Linked DNA regions of Anser cygnoides: region 2 is linked to region 1. The links are chromatin contacts, called in public Hi-C maps. All regions are on one chromosome and are shown on one strand. Each heading gives the region's core, a stretch centred on a gene start, on an enhancer-like site or on the middle of the called end of the contact. The rest is flanking DNA. Distances are from core to core; before and after follow the strand shown. Region 1 holds the start of RHOA (ras homolog family member A). Region 2 overlaps USP4 (ubiquitin specific peptidase 4).

The links. A called contact is a pair of places that touch in the nucleus more often than the background predicts.
Region 2: a contact with region 1 is called in a Hi-C map of liver, with 3 times the contacts expected there. The contact joins the enhancer-like site here to the promoter of RHOA in region 1. A contact is called at or near these places in 2 of 7 Hi-C or Micro-C datasets (both in liver).

Annotation. Positions count from the first base shown.
Region 1 is chr10:17,881,851-17,888,386 of Taihu_goose_T2T_genome, reverse strand. RHOA (ras homolog family member A) reads right to left here and starts at 5,236. Exons shown (of 5, transcript XM_067003246.1): 1 at 5,090-5,236. LOC106049495 (a long non-coding RNA gene) reads left to right here and starts at 5,366. Exons shown (of 3, transcript XR_010833952.1): 1 at 5,366-6,037.
Region 2 is chr10:17,944,886-17,951,113 of Taihu_goose_T2T_genome, reverse strand. The region is part of intron 12 of USP4 (ubiquitin specific peptidase 4); the gene reads right to left. Among named protein-coding and RNA genes, the nearest start is that of EMC3, 24 kb to the left of the region's middle. Within about 2 kb of position 2,298, at least 1 of the 3 cell types and tissues checked has open chromatin away from gene starts, as enhancers often do. A contact at or near this core is called in liver, where this site is marked.

The DNA of each region.
Region 1 (6,536 bases), core at 3,987-6,486:
TTGCATTTGTGCCAGCTTTTTTTCTTGGTGTCCCCCCTGCCCAGACACCTCCCTTGTGTCCAGCGGGAAGCAGGATGGCCCAAAAGCAGCCCAGCAGGTCCTGCTCAGGTCAGATCGCTGCCTTCAGGCACCAGCCGCTGCCCTGCACCACGGCAGAAGCACAAACAGACAAGAAAACCAACTCCCCCTCTCCCAGACAACCACCTTTTCGCACTCACGGTTGATGCTCTCACCTGTCCTCTTCTTCCTCCTCTGCTCCTACCACAAGCTGACTGCTGAGACTGCGCTGGTTCAGGCCAAACGCCCACCTCCTCCAGCACCCTGCCTGACACCCACCTGCCTCTGACATGACCGAGGGAGAAGAAGAACAAGCAAATGCATTGACACCTCCCTGAGTTTATTTTCCCAGTTTCCAGCTTGGGTATTCTTAGTCAGCTTGTTAATCTTTGTGCGCGGCAGCCCATTTGATTGCGTTTTCTCCTGTGATTTCATCTGTTTGATTTTGAAGTCACATAAATCATCGCCATTCAGAGCGCTTTGTAGCGCTGAGTTCTGTGGTCTCTATGCAGACTGCAAGAGGCACCGTGGGTTTTGATCTAGACCAGAACGCACTCAGTCACGTCTTTCCAAGCTGAAGAGTCCAAATCTCCTTAAGCATCCCCTGTATGGAATCCATGCATTATCCCTGCTCATCCTCGTCAGCCTCTTCTTTGCTTTTCCTGTTGTACTGAATCCCCAAGTCCATTTTCCTTCCCAGTAATCAGGGTATCTGTGGGCTATGACCCGAGAGCCATGATGCTATCCTGCTTTCTTCTTTACACCTTTTCCCAGGGCTCCTCACATGCACTCATCTGATCACTGCTGAACATTCAACCTGCAGCATTTCCAAAGCATTATGATAAGCTCTTCCTCCTAAATGGCAATAATTACCTCTCACCCCATGAAATCAAGATTTTTTTCTAAACTTTGCATCTATCTGGAATGAATTTAATTTGACATTTTACTACCTTTACTTCAGCATCAGAAGGACTACAAGCAGTTCTTCCTAGTCAGCTTTCGTCTTTCCTCCCCTTACTAACCAACACCCGTCTCACCTTCAGATCTCACCAGGCCGTTTGAGAGCACACTGAACAAAACACGCTTCCCTTCTCTGTGCTTGCCAAGTCATTCCAAAACTTTGGGAGGCTTAAGCAGCACCATTTCCTTTGCAAAAGCCACACTGATTTTATCCACTCTTAAGTTGTTAGCCCAACTCTTTACTTTTTTTTTTTTAATTTTAAAAATAGGCCTTGAACTCTACGATATCCTGCTGAACTATTTTTAAGAACTGATACCATGTAGGCCATCTCCTATTTCTCTGGCTTCGAGGTATGAAGTGAGAAGTCAAACAGCGTAATTAATAATATAGACATTTCATCCCCAAGTTCCTTCGGAACCCCTTGGGCAAGCACCATCTGCTCTTGGCATTTTGTAACTACACTTATGATTTTTTCTGAAATACTCTTTGCTGACTGATCTTCCAGTGAGTCCTTATCCCCATAAAGAGAATTTCTGGCATAGGAACCTCTTTGGACTCCTCCACAGTAAACAGGAATGCACATAAATCATGTAACTTTCTTCTGATGGCTTCATCATCAAATACTTCTTTCACTTCATCATCATCTACTGACCCTCCAGACTCCAGCAACCTTCTTACATGCTTGGAAAATAATTTATCATTTAATTTTGGTAGCAGTTTGATGTTACTGAAAGTCTCTTATATTTTTCATTTGACTTGAATGTGACAGTTCATGTTCTTATTTACTTTCTGGGTCAACTTCAGAACTTGAACTTTCTGAGGGCTGTATTCTTTTTTCGAACAGTTTCTTTATCCCAAACTGCATTCTCATCTGTCGACATTCCACACTGTAATTTAAAATCTTCCCAGCAACATTTTCAATTTCAAGAGCAGAAGCCTAGTTCTGCTGTGGTTTACATGGAAGCCAGCCTTTCCAACAGCTTTTGGACTGAAGTTCAAAAAATGAACCGATTCTCTTTGTCAGTACCAAGCTATTGAGATCCTACCCCCCGACAGCCTTCTCATCTCACACAACTTCAGCAGTGCAGATGGAAGGTGGAGAACAAAGAGCCCTCATGTGTAAAATGTAAGAAAAATGAAACGTTAGCAAAGAATGCAAACAGAGATAACTGGTACTTGGGAGAGTTGCTGGTTTTTCCAAACCACTGACACATGCAAACGCAACCTTCCTTAAAAGCTGAGGAGGAGGAATCTCTCTGGTTGTACAGACCCACGCGAGGACCTGCTCCACAGTGTGACAGTTCCATCAGCCAGTACACTGTCAGGTAAAAGACTTATGGCCACAAAGCACTGCTAGTTTACTGAGCAAGGAGGCTGAATTCGCTGTTTCTGATTAAAAACAACAAAAAATAATCAATCAAAAACCAACTGTTGGAGTTTGAGGGAAGAAAGGCCTCGCATTTGTTGTAGGTGCACAGCCCAATTTTATTAGAGGCACCAGGTACGCTAGTGACGCTATTCACTCACGCCTTCTTCACGAAGGCTGGTCAGAGGAAGAGAGCGAACCCCGCTCCGACTGGTTTAATTAGGAGATCCACTTAGGAAGGACTGGCTACTAGTAGTGCGCGTGCAAGAGTGGACAGCAAACACCTCCATCAAAAGTTGCTTTATGGATATTTTAGTTATTTCACTCTCTCAAATGCCCTTTTCAAGTGAAAATGTGGATAGGAAAAGGAGAGAAGAGCGGACGGATGGATCAGAGCTCCTCTACCAACTCCACTTACGCTTTTGGCATCTTTCACCCACAGCTCAGAACGAGGTGAGAACAGAGATCAAGGTCAGAAGGCACCTGGACACCTGGCAGTGGTGTACACGGCTCACACAGCAAAGCAACAGTAACTTAATCAGCGACTGGAAGCGGTTCTGGGATACTCAGGCTTCTCGAGACGATCACAGAGGTAACACACAGCTTACTGTGTTGGGCTACCTCGCGCTCTGTACTGTGCTCAGCGCTGCAGGAGGGCAGCCACGCCACCACCCCAGGATTTCCATTCCGCATTAAGGCGTGTGCATTTGCATAGCCACATCCCTGGAACCTAAGTCAAGCTGTCATTACGTGCATTTACTTCGCACAGCAATGCTCTCTGTTACAAATTTTTACCAATATTACCTCTGTAGCAGCACAGACTCACCGCACGGAACAATTTAAGATTAGAAGGGCATGCTGACTAGCCTTTCCTGACAAGGTAACTTCCTCGAGCTCACCGGTTTAACTTTTCCTCCACATTAGTTAAACTTGAAGGCAAGTCCTGAGAGAACAGAGTGACACACAGCAGTTTAAGTGGACACGTAATAACACACAAACCAGTCCAGGCATTAGCGTAAAACGTAAGGGGTAGGGTCTGAGGGGAGACTTGGAAAGAACCTCGATAATATCACAGCAGCAGGGACTGAAATACTACAGATACTACGCAGAGATCAACAAGACCAGGAAGGTACAACGGCCTGGTGAGAGCGTGGTGTTCGAGGCAGGAACTTGTAGAGCTGAGCAGACCACGCAAGCTGTGTAAAGAAGAGCCACGGGGCTTGGGGCAACGTAAATATGTTGAAAAGTAAAAAAAATAAGAAGAGGATCAAGATAAGAGGTAAGTAAAAAGCAGTGAAAACAAGAGTTACCACGAAAAAGTGAAGGAAGAAGCTGGTAATTCCTAACACACCCCACAACACCCCCCCCAAAATCAAACTGTTTCTACTCGGAATTTGCTTATCTGAAGAACCACCTCTAGTCCTACATCCTGGTGGCAATTAAGACCATTTAGGATGTTTTTGCTGTCGATCCCTGGCTCGGAGAAGCGCCTGCCTCTGGCGCTCAGGCCCCGTGGCAGCCAGCCAGGGCGCGCGCCTGGAGAACCGTGAGGGCGGCGCGAGCGAGGGCTGCGCGGCTCCACGGCCGCTTCCTCTCGCACGCTGGTTACGTCTCCAGGAATCACGTCCCGAAAAGAGCGTTCCAGCAGCGAACGACGCAGATCACCTGTTAAAACTTAGTCACGTTGAGCGTTTACGCCGGACGCGCTTCGGGGCGTCCTGTTGAAGCAATTACAAGGAAACACGACTGATGGCAGATTTTTGCCTTTTGGAGCGCGCGGAACAGGAACGGCAGCGCCGTGGGGCCGGGGACCCCGGCGAGACCCCGACAGGGCGGCAGGAGGGGGGCGCTTTCACAGACGGCACTTTCAGGCAGGGATAAAGTTCAGCTTTCGCTCTTAAAAAACTCCCCCAGCAGAACAACAACAACAACAACAAAAAAAACAAAAAAGCGCGTGCGGCACCCGACCCTTTGCGCCGCGGATCGCTCCGCGGACAACTCAGCTAATTTGTCGGGCTTCTCAGATACAAAGGGGGGCGGAACTCGGCTCCCCGGGCGGCGGCCGCGCTGAGGAGAGGCCCCCGCGGCCCGGGCGCTTCCGAGCGGCCGCCGCCCGCGCTCCCCTCCCCCCCCCCCCCCCCCCCCCCGGCTCCTCCCGCGCTCCGCCGCCCGCCCCGCCCTCCGCGCGCTGCCGGTGACGTCACCACAACAGGCTGCCACTCAGCCGCGCCGCCCCACGCCCCGCCGCCCGCTCGCGTCGCGCCCCGGCCCCGCGGCTCCCCCGTTCCCCCCCCCCCCCCCCCCCCAAAAACCGGCACCCGCCCCGCGGAGAGGCCCCCCCCCCCGAGGCGCGGCCGGGCCCGGCAGGCTGCCCCGGGAAAGCCCGGCTCCTCTCCCACCCCGCCCTGCCCTGCCCTCCCCTCCCCCGCCGCCCGGACCGGCCCCGTTACCGACCCCGGAAACTTGGCGGCGCTCCGCCGGGCGGCCTCCCCCCCCTCGGCGGGCGCGGCGACGGGAAACCCGGCCGGGCCGGGGCAGGGGGGGGGGAGGGGAGCAGGGTGTGGGCCGGCTACCCCCCGCCCGCCGCCGGCCTCGCGGAGCTCCCGGCCGGGCCCCGCCCGGGAGCCGCGGCCGCGCCGCCGAAGGGGAGAACCGGCCGGGAGCCCCCCCACACCCCCGCGCGGCCGTGAGCCCCGTGCCGGTACCTGCGGCCTTCCCCTGGGTCCGGCTCCCGCCGCTTCCTGCTCCACAGGCCCGAGCTCGAGCGGCGGCGAACGGAAACGGGCGGGGCGGGGGCGTGCGCGCTCACCGGCCCGGCGCGACGCGGCGCGGCGCTGCGCTCCTCGCTCGGCCCCGCCCGGCCCGGCCCGGCTCGCGCGCGCCCGTGCGCGCTCCCGCCTGCGCGGCAGCCAATGGCAGCGGCCGGCCGCGGGGGCCGCCGGGAAGGGGCGCTATAAAAGCCCGGGTGCTATTTACGCCGTGCAGGGCGGGCGGTGGTGGGTAGTGTGTGTGCTGGGTTATGCTGCGCTGCCGCTTCTCTGAGGGGGGCCCGGAGCCTAAGCTTTCGCCTTCTTCCTCCACTGTTGTTGGGCCGCTGGAGGAGTTCGGCCCTGAGGGTGGTTCTGCGATAGCTGCTGCTGGGCCAGGCAGGGGCGCCGTGGCCTCCGTAGGAGGCTTGGGCGGGTAGGGGCGCTCTGCTCCCCTGGGGTCTCACCGTGTGATGTGAAGCGAGCGATGGATCCGTGCCCCCTTTGTGTTTGGGGGGAGGCTGCTCTGCTCTGCTCTGCTCTGCTCTCCGTCCTGCTGTGTCTGTCTGGGCTTCTTCAGCTGGGCGAGGTCCTGCTGAGGGGACCCGTGCCCCAGCTGGCAGGTGGGTGGGGGCAGCTCGGGGCAGCCATCAGCCCCTGACACCTCCGAGCTCCCTGCGGTGGTGGCAGGGCGGTCTGCTGGTCTCCTGCTGGCGTCTGGAGAGAGCTTCCTGCATCCAGGCTCCCCCAGGGGAACGTGGGTGCTGTGGTCCTCTTAATTTGTGCCTAATTCTCATTCCTTCTTCCTCTGGCTGGGTTTCCCTGTCAGCTAACTTTGACTGGCCTTTCTGTGGACCGCTGCCTGGTGTCTGTCGGTGAAGGAACTGCTTGAACCTCCTCCAGTAGGTGAGGCTCTGGGACTAGCGCTTTCTGGGAATTGAAAGCTGATTGTTTTTTTTTGTTTTTTGTTTTTTTTAACAAGTTGAGCAGTAGTTAACATTTGATACAGTGACAACTTGTTTTAAGGCATACAGCTTGTTGCTGGTGCTTGACTGACAGTGACTGTGTGGGGCCCCGGGATGGTTTGTTCACTAGGGTGCCTGGTACACAGCTACCTCTGGCAGCACAGGTATAGCAAGACTGAAATCCGTTTCTCTGAAGTCTGTAGGGAAATTATGTATGTGGTTTGGACACCACCTTAGTGGGGCTCAAACAGCAACCCCTATGTCACGTCCTTTCTGTCACTTCTTTTATTCTTTCCCTCTGATCAAGGACCTTGTGGTGTACTGCTTTTTTCCTGGTCCAGCAGGAAGTTTGGCCTTTGTTCTGGGCCTGGTTTACAAAATGCTGCCAGGTGCTTTGACTGCAGTACATGTGTTCTCCTTTGCATACAGCTGTATCGCTT
Region 2 (6,228 bases), core at 1,049-3,548, 66 kb before region 1:
TCTATGTATGTCAGTAGAAAGCATGAAGAAAAATATCCCTTCAGAGAGTTTCATCCCAGCCTCCAGGAGCACTAGCGATTAGCACAGCCCTCCAAGAGCAAGCGTGCATATGACAATCCAATGACAATGACTGCTGAGGTTTTCTACACTATCGATGCTATTCAGTGAACCAACAGCACTGGATACAGTTTGCACCTTCTGAAGTTTCCTGAGAAACAGCACCACAAAGAGTTGAATTATTTTACTTAGTACTGTTTAAATAACAGGAGACCATAATACTCAGAGTATCACCGATGATTAACTCCAGGTCCTATGAGACCCTTTAGGCTGGTCTCCTACAAAACAGACCAGTACACGACTTGCCCAAGATGTACACGTTCCTCAGCATTCTGGTGACTGCCTCTCACACCACCTACACTGCTGATTAAAGCAGCCCCCATTTACACTCCATCCTCACGCAGGTCCTGTACGAAATCCTGCCTCTGTGACGGAACAGATGGGAAACAATGAAAAGCTAAGTATTACCCGCACACAGGCGTCATCCACCACAAACAGCCAGCGTGCTGTACCCTTACAACACTCCTCAAGAGAGCGTCTTGCAAACTTCTTACTAGAACATCCCAGCTTGGTTACTCGAGTGCCCCTCTACCTACTCCGCTGCAGAACGGCTGTTATTCTAGTTTTAGAGGCAGACGTATCAGAATCAGGATCACTTTCTGAATCTCTTCAAGAAGAATACAAAAAATCAATTAAAGAAATTAAGAAAATACTTTATCCACATTTTAAGGAAGCCTACAGAGCTGATACAGGGAATTAGATGACAATGAACTGTACTTCTGTACCCTAGAATTTGATTGAAATAATAGAAGATAAAGATGACGCTACACCAGATTACACAACATGGTTTTATAAATCAGCCATCTGCTCACCAGCTACCACAGTGAACGTTCCCTTTATAATTTACGACAGCTGTTTACAGATGTTTTTCAGTGAAGCACCAGCAAACAGGGATGGCCTTGACCAGCCTTCAACCTGACAAAAGAGCACCAGGAAGCTTCAGGCTTATGGTTACTATTCACAAAGGAGGCACCGAGCAATGAAGTAGCTCACTTTTGATCCTTTGCAAATTAACATTAAGCAAGAGCACAGGAACATGAAAAACTACAGGAAAGACAAGGCAGGGCAATGTGAAAGGGCACTACAAGCAGAAGACAGTCTGAGCTAAATGCCAGGGTAATATATCTACCACAGATACCTATCTATCACATACCTACCCACACACACTACAGTGTGTTATTCAAACATTCCCTCCAGAGCACTGGGATGTAACATTAAATACAGCTGGAAAACACTGCGTGGGTCACAGGTCAGTACATAGCAACAACCAAGAAAACAAGCATATTTTGTAAGTGAACAGAGAAGGGTAGAAAAATGCTACTGAAGAAGCTGACAAACAGATCCACCCGAACAGGATTACCATTCCACATCAACCCGGACACGCTGCTGTGAAGTTACAGTATTTTCAGAAGTTGACAATAAGAATGAACAGAGGCCTAGAAAAAAAGCCTGAGTGAAAACAAAGCACGTATTCTATCTCTTCTGGGAAACGGAGATACTCCTAATCTGTTTACTTTCTTTCATAACATGAGAAAAAACACAATCGAGTGAACTAGGAGACATGAAACTGAAAGTAAAACATTTTTAGACAACAGGTAGATTGCCCTTTAGAAGTCTGTCACAGGATTTTACAAGTCGTGCAGAGGAGCAGGATTAAAAAGGATGAGGGTACTCAACCAGTAAGATTTTTCTAAAGGTTAAAGAATACAAACACATACTGGAAGGGATACAAGCTCTTGTAAACAAGCAAACAACTGAGAACAAGCTTCCTAGATTAGCTTGCTACAGTCTCACACATTTTAGATTTCACACAAAACTACTGGGCTAGCTGGTTTGCTGACCTAACAGTGCAATAACTGTTCTAGCTCTTCACAGTAACAAACTTGACCTTTCTGCAGCCAATTGTGGTTTTCAAGACCACCTAAACATAAAACACAGCATATTGTAAGAGAATGCAAAAAACACAGTACGTATGCCAAACCAAATATATTTTATTAAACTATGCAGCTTTGATAGGTTAAAGGTGACCTGCAAATCAATTTGTGCAACTTTCATCCACGTAAGCAATACACGTTGCATTATATGCTCCATTAGCCAGGCTAAGAGAACAGGGAGATCTGGTTTATCAATCGAAACATTTTTCTTCTTAGGTCTTAGGAACTAAGAAGAAATACTAAGAATTGTGCCCATATAGCAGTGGGCCATGGAGTCTGCTTTCCAGTAGCACTTACCTGACCCCTTGTAGGCCGGCTCCGAGCTCCAGCGGGATCCCTGGGTGATGTGATATCACCAGCATGGTGCATGAGGGGTGTTACATTGGAGCGGGAGCCGGAGGTCCTAGTGGGGCTGCACTTCATGGAACCTAAGAAAAAGAAATAGTAAGCGTTTTGGTTATGTGCTGAATGCTGCTCTCTGCTTAGCCTGGAGAATGAGAGCATTCAGCACAAACACTGAAACGATTTTGTCAAATTGATTTGCAGACCACCTTTTCATGAGTGACTTTCTGGTCATTTGCCACAGAACTCCCTGTCCTCTCACAGTACCACCATGACTGCAGACAAACGTTTACAATGCTGCAATAAGTGGGTTAGTCCCACTGTTCTTTGGCTGCACAGCTCCATGTGTCATGCCAGCAACCTTCCTTATATCAAAACCCTTTATTTCAGCAAGTACCTTACCTCTTCGCTGATGCTAAATATTAATAACTCTGCCATCAGGACTATACTACGTTTCCAAGCCTATCACAAAGAGAGGTATGAGTACAAGGCCCTGTGATAGAATGGGCTTGGAGAATTCTAGTCCCAAATCCCTCTCCACTGGAGAAAAAAAAACCAACATCGTTGTCCTCTTGTGTAAATGGAGTCAGATTCATTTTGGAATGCTTATCACTTTGAAAGTCCAGTAGCAATTCATTTTTCTTTTTATTTTTTTTTTAGAGGTTTTGCTATCAGAGAGCATAACAGGTAATATACCATGAGAATCAATAAAACAGAAACATCAGCTGAAAGGAAAAATACATCTTAGCCATCCAGTATCAATTAAAAAAAAATTACTGTCCATTCAGCTTAAAGTCCAAATGGAGTGCAAGGGCACTCTTCTTCCTCCTCCCACCACTTTAGCAGGACATGAAAATTCACAGTGCAAGTCTCAAAACAGCCCACATGCACTGCAAAGTCACAGAAAGTTGACGAGCTCCCTATCTTGAGTGAAAACAGGAAAAAGTACAGCTTTCTGACCACTAAAATCACTTTTAAAAGGTGCAAGTTCAATATTCTGTACATCCCATGTACTGCATATTTCACAAATATTGTTTCAACAGTGCAGTCCAGACTGAAATGCCTGTGCCAAAAGACCTCTTCCTTTGTCAAGCCAACTCTAAGTAAAACAGAGTACATCCCAGCTACGACACTCTTCCTGCTCCATGCTCTGCAAGTTCCTGCTCAGTGATATTTTTAAGCAAAGCATTTCAAGGAAAGACATTCTGCTCAGTAACCAGACCCTGGTGCCAAAAGCAAGACAACAAAATTTCTAACAGTAGTACTGTCATTTTTTATTTTTAAAAATGAAACAAACAAACAAACAGTGTCAGGGGCACAGACCTTCTACGGTATTAGATGTTTGAACTAAGATTAGAGTGTTAGATTTGGAACTGAATTTTGAACTGAGATGTGTGTTGCCCACTGGCTAGTGCACTATACTCGAGCATCAGAAGTCTGTCGAAGCAACATGGATATTGTTTTCACATGCAAGCTCTGGTTTGCCTACTGCTTTCAGTGAAACAAACCTGGAGAAAATACTGCCAGAGACTGACCATTTACATTGAAACTTCACAGTCCTGAGTCAACTTAAGAGCGGTAGCTAACAGCCTCAATTTCTATACCAAGGTATTTGTAAGAAGTAATTTCATGAAATCATTCTCCAGCTAGAAAAGAACAGCCTTGCTCCTTCTGCTCAGCTGACAGCGGCTTTTCTTCTCCTGCACAAGCCCAGCAGGAACAGATGTAAAATACGAACCCAGCAAAATCAAAGTGAAAGACCTTCTGCTGGACTCTGTCTGGCAACCTCTTTAGATGGAGACAAGGAGAGCAAGGCACGAGACAAACCCAATTTGGATGCAGCTCCTTGTGAAATCGGAGCCTTGGGGCCCCACAGCTCCCCCAGTTACTGCATACTCGTCCTTTGCGTTCTTTGCTCACGCTCTAGCAAACAACCGCAGACAGTTACTACCACCACCTTGTTTTGCTTTTTTCAGTGGAAGGGAGGAGTACTTTTCAAATGAGGAAAATTTTACACAATTAAAAAAGGTTATTCAAACTCTGGTGAGAGGCAGGGAAGGGTGCTGCCTTCAGCTTATCACAGCTTTTCTCATAATTCCCTTGGCATGGAGAGAAGGAAGAAACAAATGAAGAGACCTGTGAGAACACCCATCAAAATACTTAAGAAAAAAAAATACACAAAGGACCCACTGATCAGTTTGCAATTTTTAAATATAAGTTTCTGAAATGTACATCTAAGAACCTATTTCTGAATATGCTGTACTGATTAAACTATTTTGAATTAGTTGGTTACTTGCACTTTGTTTTCTTGCCAGTGAAAGGAACTTTCCATCTAACTTCAATGACTTCAAACATAGTGATGAGATGTACACATTACAATTTGCCAACAAGGAAGTCTTGCCACTGGATGTTAGTGGAAAACAAGAACAGATAGTCAGCACATAAAAGGGACAAGGAGGTGCAGGGATCAATGAAACATCAATTCAGAAAGAGTTTGAGTATCTGTGACAGTGAATATCACAAATTTAAGTACAGTAGACTTTTTGATTCTAGAAAATATCCTTAATGTAAACCACAAACAAGTCCATGGTCCTCAACAGTCATATCCTGGGTTGCATACACCACCCTAGGTTAACATTTAGTACCTAAAAACACACAATGTAAAAGATACCAGGATTATCAGATCTCTCTCTCGTTGACTTTTCCTCAAATGAAAGCTAATGTACTTCTCACTCAGGTTTGCTGAACTGCAGGCACAATGTCCTACGATGGTGCAGATTTCCCATTTTATTTGTAACAGAAGTTATTAATGTTAAAAATCTCATATTTTCTGTTACTCTTGTTATTACATGAGGAACTTCAGTGATTCTTAGGAAAATCTTAGGAAAAATAGTGTCTTCAAAACATGGTAGACAAACAGCTTAACAGAGTTTTTCTTCCTTGCATATAAATCAATTGTTATCTTCTCGGGCCAATTTAACACTACAGAACGCTTTCTTAGAAGTTTATTTTGTGGTAATATACTCTTGCAAATGTACTGCTAAAAAGCACTTGATGGGTTAGCATCATTGGTTAAATAGTGATCTTTTAATTGTGAATTTTAGGTGAAACTGCTGTAGTTGTAAAAACATTACACCTACTTTCTAATAGAAGGCAGCTGCTCCCCTTATTAATCAACACAAAGACAGTTTTCTTTCAGGAACAGAGGAGAGATATATTATACAGTGTAGACAAGATATACACCCAACTACATCGCCACTCAGCCCAAGAGAATCTTTTCCAAGCTAAAGGTTTTGTGGACTACGAAGATGCAGAGCCATGCTTCAAGTCCTAAGATGCAAAAGTCTTTGCATCACTTCTCTGAAGAACTAGCCTTAATTTAAGCCTAAAGAACAAAATACTTTTACTGGGCACTCAAGTCTTCTTCACTGACTTGAGAGAAATAAACTATTTCTCAGCTATATGTGATTTCAATTACATACTTCTGGTTTCAAGTGTAGCAAGTTTGCTCTTTACAGGTGGAAGAATTGAAGGACTTGAGATATTTGGAAATATTTCTCATTCCCCCATTTAATAAACAGCAAGATGTTTGCATATAATGAAAGCAGGTAAATAAATTGCTAGGATATCAGAAAACCTTGAAGTTATCGGCAGCAATCTGAACATAGGCCGTCTGATGTCTCACTCATTAGTGAAGCATCACGCAGCACCTTCAGGAAGGCTGTAAACACTTTGCAGTCCCTGTTGATAACTTCCACCAGAAGCGTACCACTAGGACTAGAGACTGAGGAGCAGCTGGGAAGTATTTGATTAATCATACCCTGTCCCACTCTCG